Regions from separate parts of the Mustela erminea genome. Here region 2 is linked to region 1. A link is a contact called in public Hi-C data. All regions are on one chromosome and are shown on one strand. The core of a region is the stretch at or near the end of the contact, and the rest is flanking DNA. Distances in the headings are between cores, read along the strand shown.

What was found. A called contact is a pair of places that touch in the nucleus more often than the background predicts.
Region 2: a Hi-C map of fibroblasts shows a contact between it and region 1, with 2.3 times the contacts expected there. The contact joins the promoter of RBM38 here to the enhancer-like site in region 1. A contact is called at or near these places in 3 of 3 Hi-C or Micro-C datasets (fibroblasts, skeletal muscle and spleen).

Annotation. Positions count from the first base shown.
Region 1 is chr7:5,169,570-5,172,269 of mMusErm1.Pri, reverse strand. No RefSeq gene overlaps it. Among named protein-coding and RNA genes, the nearest start is that of CTCFL, 39 kb to the right of the region's middle. Within about 2 kb of position 1,324, the one cell type or tissue checked has open chromatin away from gene starts, as enhancers often do. A contact at or near this core is called in fibroblasts, where this site is marked.
Region 2 is chr7:5,241,903-5,244,602 of mMusErm1.Pri, reverse strand. RBM38 (RNA-binding protein 38) reads left to right here and starts at 1,276. Exons shown (of 4, transcript XM_032350265.1): 1 at 1,276-1,696; 2 at 2,492-2,615. The coding sequence starts at 1,460.

The DNA.
Region 1 (2,700 bases), core at 75-2,574:
CTGACCGGTGATGTTGGTTTTCCATTTACTGCCGTGTTGTGAGGTTTTATTTAAAAATAAATGTATTTGATTCTTTTTTTTTCCTTTTAAAGATCTTATTTATTTATCTGACAGGCAAAGATCACAAATAGGCAGAGAGGCAGGGATGGGGGGTGGGAAGCAGGCTCCTTGCTCAGCAGGGAGCCCGATGCCGATGCCAGGCTTGATCCCAGGACCCTGGGATCATGATCTGAGCCTAAGGCTGAGGCTTTAACCCACTGAGCCACCCAGGTGCCCCAGTGTATTTGATTCTTAAAAGCGAGTTGAAAAGGAGTAAATGTCAGGGAAGTGGTACCCAGGTCTGGTCCAAGGTCCGCAGTCCTATTGAAGGATAGGGTAACCAGACCCCAGGGGAAAGGAACTCAGGGTGGGGCAACTTTTGTAATGGTCGCCTGGAGACCAGCTCCTTGTGGCCTGGGGCACCACTTCCTGTGGACGTGCTAAGGGTCCTAGGAGGAGATGAAACCGAGCTGTCCTGAGTCCTGGGTGCCCTGCCACCCAGGGCAGCCTCTACTCCAGACCGGGCTGGTATTTTTAGCACACAGGCACCCTGCGCAGCCTCCTACACTCTGACCAAATTTAGAAATCTCCAGAGGTCTTTGCACTTCTCCGCCCTCGGTAGGAGCAATGAATGAAAAGGCCTCCAGATGCCAGTCTGGCTAGAGCCGGCGTTTGCTGGGCTCGCTCTCTCTGCGGACTGGTCGGGAAGCCCGAGATTTGTCTGGCGGGGAGAGAAAGCAAGCTGCATCACGGGTGTGGTCTGGGGCAACTTCCGCAAAAGCACAACAATCCCCCCACGTGCGAGCGTGTCTGGGCTGCAGAGCCAGGAGAGGGGTGTGGGGGGCGGGGGGCGCCCCCTGCCCAAACTGCTAACAGCGGGATTGCGGGGTGGGGAGGTCGGGAGGAGGTGGCGCTGGAGGCTGGGGACATGAGAAACCCTGTGGGCTCTTATCAGCGGTTTATATTTACCGTTTCCTTTGTTAAAACAAGTCTGTGTTCCTTCTGAAATTTGAAAACCTTGAGCACCAAAGGTCTAACAACATCCCGAGACTGAAATGCCTCAAACTGAACGTTTCTAAGGAATTTCCTTGAACAAGGGCTTCCAAGACCGCGAGTAGCAGACCCTCACTGTTTCTGACAACCACCCCTGCCCTGCCGCCCTCCTCCACCCTAATCACCCCGAGGTTCCCGGGGGCTCCTGCTGCAGGCTCGGGTCCCGGGTGCTAACCCCACCCCCAGCCCGGGGAGGGGCGTGGCCACGGCTGGCCAATCAGAGCTCGGCATGTCCCTGGCTCTCCAGGGCGGGGGCTGGCCTCTAGCAGGGAAGTGACTGTTAACATTGCTGGAATCCTGAAACCCAAAACCCTTTGCTGAAGAGTTACTGGGGAACCTCCTGTCCCACGAACCCATTCATTCCGCGCTGGCGGAGCTTGTCTGACGCTTGTCCGAGTCGGGACTGGTCTCTGGGAGCAAAGGTCTGATCGCTGAACGGTCAGGAGTGTTGCATGCCGGTGGTTAACCATGGCCAATATCAAAATTAAATGACCTAAGTTTATAAGTAAATGAATTATATTAAAACCAAAGGTAGTAAATACCCAGAACGAATCACTCCCCGGCTTAATTCACCACACTTGACTATTATCTGTGTCCTTGGGGCGATTTACTTCTGTTGTCTCTCTACAGTGGAAATGCCCCACTGGTGTGTGCCTGGGTGACTCTTCCCAACTCCACACCCAGGGAGCCCGCCGGCAGCTTGGAATCTGCCGCTGACAGAGTCCTTACACTACAGGATCTGGGAAACCCACCAGCAGGGTTCTCCCACCCAAAGCCGTTGCTAAACACTTACCAGCAGAGAGGGGGCTGGATAACACCTGCAGGGACCCGTCTGTTCTTCAGGAACCCCAAGGAATGGGAAGGCAAGTGAGCAAGCATCTTCAGGACAAGAACCACCCTTTATCTCATTTAGTTTTCCCAGCATCTACGTGAGACGCTCCCTTTACGCGTGTTGATTGACTTGAGGAAATGAGCATCCAAGAAGTCAGGGGCTTTGAGGTCGCCTGGGGTGGGGTGAAGATGTGGGCTCAGCGGCTGATCCTGAGCCTCACCAGGAGTTAGTTCTTTTTTGAGCAGTGCTCTCTGACCCCTGCTGACTCAAAGGCCCTGCGGGAGGCTGGGCCAAAATGCGCTGGGGGCCCGCAAGGAAGGTGAGGCGGCTCCTCCCAGTGGCCCTAATGTTCAAGGCCTCTGTTTTGAGCATTCATTTCTTGGCAGCTTGCAACTCTGCAAGATGATCTCAGCAAGTGCAGGGGCACAGCGTTTGATAACACGGAGTCCCAAGTTGAGGGGGGCGTGGCTTTTTAAAATACACGCAGCTGAAACCAAAAGGACAAACAGACAAAGCCATGATTCTAGTTGAAGACCTCAGCACTCTCCACTGTAAGCTACTGAGAGAACAAAAAGACAGAAAACCAGTAGGGATACAAAAGACCCGGACAGCACTATCAGCTTGACCTAACTGGCATTTTAGAACATTCCACCCAACAGCAGGACACACATTTTTCTCAAGTGCACACTGAACGTACACCAAGGTAGACCTTTCTGGACAATAAAACAAATCCTAACAGACTGAAGAGAAATGACAGTAGATGAAGTGTTCTCTGA
Region 2 (2,700 bases), core at 27-2,526, 72 kb before region 1:
GGAAGGGAGGGCGAGCAGGGCCAGGGGACCTCGGACTCGAGACAGTCTCCGTCTGGAGTCGAACACAGCCTAGACAGAGAAGGTGCGGGATGAACACCTGAAACACCAGGGCACAAGGCAGGCCGTGCCACTCCCAGTCCGGCAGACCCGGGCCTGTGTTCCACTGTCCCCAAGGCGACAGGCTCCGCCCAAAGTGACCTCACTTAGAGCTGCAGTTCTCGGCGGCGCTAGTGTGTGCACAGCTGCCCCTGGCCATGCGGAGGGTTGGAGGCCCGGAGCAGCCCCCTGCTCTGCCCGAAGTTGTGACCCGCCAGCGGGGAGCGCTGATGCCGGGGCCAGCTTCAACGCCCCGAACTCAGCATCGGTTTATTGCTCTGCTGTTCGATGTGAAATTGCTGATGAGTTTGAACGAGTTCTGTAGCCAGTCCTGCCTGGTGTGGAGCTCACAGAGGCCCTGGCATGGCCTGTTTCTGTGGCTGGGACAGGGACAGAGGGACCGGACCACCCTGAGCTTGCATTTCCCCCAGGGTCGCACATATAGAGGGAGGAATCCGTGATATCAGCTGCGGATGGACTTTTGACGAGGCCAGAACAACTCCCCCTGCCTAGACACCCTCCGGGGGTCTCTGCGATCACTCTAGACCCTCCTGGATGGCAGATGCCAGGTTTCTGTCCCTCCCGGTTGTACACTGTATTTTTGACGTTGACCTGACTTATTCATAGAACTCCGTGGGGCTAGAGTGTATGTTCCATGCACCCATGCGGCCCCATCCTGGGGTGCCTGTTGCATGAGGGGCCCTGAAAAGGATTCGTCGAAGGAATCGTATTTGCACATAAACACAAATCATTTCACTTTCTAATACATGTTGCCGTATCTTACCTCGCCCTCAGATAAATGTTGGCTCAATAAACATGTTACCCATCATCGCTCCCCTCTAGTTCACGGCACGAGGGCAGTGCTGGGAATCCGGCGGGTATGCGGACCGCCCCTCTTGCGGAGGGACAGTGGAGTCGGCCCGCCGCTCCCCCGCCCCGCCCCGCCCCGCCCCGCCCCGCCCGGCCCCGCCCCGCCCCGCCCGGCCCCGCCCCAGGGTTTCCAGGGCCCGCGGGGCGAGGCGAGGCGAGGCGAGGCGAGGCGGGGCGGGGCGGGGCCGGGACTACGCTTCCCGGCGGCCCCTGCGCGCCCGTGGCGGGGCGGGGCCGCGGCTTGGGGGCGGGGCCTCGGCTGGCTGGGGGCGGGGCGCTTACAAAGCCCGGGGGCGGGCGCCGGGGCGCAGAGTGCCCGCAGCGCCGGCCAGAGCGCAGCGCAGCGCAGCGAGGCGCACACGGCGCGAGCGGCCCGCGAGTGGACGGGCCCGGCGGCTGGACCGGCGCCGGTGCTGCCCTGCTCGCTCCCCGCCGCCGCCCATGAGCCCAGCGCCGCGCGGCCCGGGTCTGTAGGCGGCGGGGCGCCCCCCCCATGCTGCTGCAGCCCGCGCCGTGCGCTCCGAGCGCGGGCTTCCCGCGGCCCCCGGCCGCCCCCGGCGCCATGCACGGCTCGCAGAAGGACACCACGTTCACCAAGATCTTCGTGGGCGGCCTGCCCTACCACACCACCGACTCCTCGCTCAGGAAGTACTTCGAGGGCTTCGGGGACATCGAGGAGGCCGTGGTCATCACCGACCGTCAGACGGGCAAGTCCCGCGGCTACGGCTTCGTAAGTGGCCCCGCGGCCGGGCACGCACTCCGTCCCGCACTTACCGCGCCGGGGGGCGCTGAGTCAACCGGCGGGCGCACGCCCAGCCGCCCCGGCACCTGCCGCCCCCTCCTGGGCTCGGGGGCGGAGGTTCACGCTCCAGCCGGTCGCGCCGCCGCTACCTGGCTCCGGCTCCCTCCACCACCCCGCTCCCGGTTTAAAAGGCAGAGCCGCTGAGTTCAGTTAGTACTTCTGAGTTTACGGAGAGGTTTTGGGGACAGTTGGCTGCTGCCAGGATCTCCTGGAGCAACAAGCAAGCAGGAGCCGAGGCTTCTCCTCAGGGCGCTTTGGAGGCCTTTAGTACCCCCTCTCCAGTATTTAACCGCCCCCAAAGAAACATCAGTTTAAGTAAAAAAGGGCCTGAAGAATTGTCTCCTCCTTCCCTTCTAAGTAGCAGCCCCCAACCTCTCCCATGAGGACGCTCGCACCCCCCCCACGGGCAGGCGGGCAGAAAGGGCTCCCGCCGCTGCCTTCCCTGGGGCGGGGGAGGGTGCCCTGTTTCCCCTGGGCATCCTTTCTGTCCTTGAAGGCTGGGTTTCCCAGCGCGTGAACTTGGAGGGAGGAGCTGGAATCCAGGGGCGCCTCAGTGGGAGGGCCCCAGGGTGGGAGGCCAGTGGGGATGGGGCCAGAGGTTCTGGGTCACTGTCCCCCACCCCCACCCCCGCAGAGGGGGAAGTGAGGGCCTCTTTGGGGAGCAGAACCCTTCGCTCCTCCCGCCCAGTAAGGGAAGCCCCTGAACCCTCTGTGCTCCTCCAGGTGACCATGGCGGACCGGGCAGCAGCTGAGAGAGCTTGCAAAGACCCTAATCCCAACATTGACGGCCGCAAGGCCAACGTGAACCTGGCCTATCTGGGTGCCAAGCCGAGGAGCCTCCAGACGGGTGAGAGAGCCTGTGTTTTCCTTCCCCGGCTCGCCTTGACTGCTATATTCAGTGTTGGTATCTGTGGGGTGGAAACGGCCCCCCC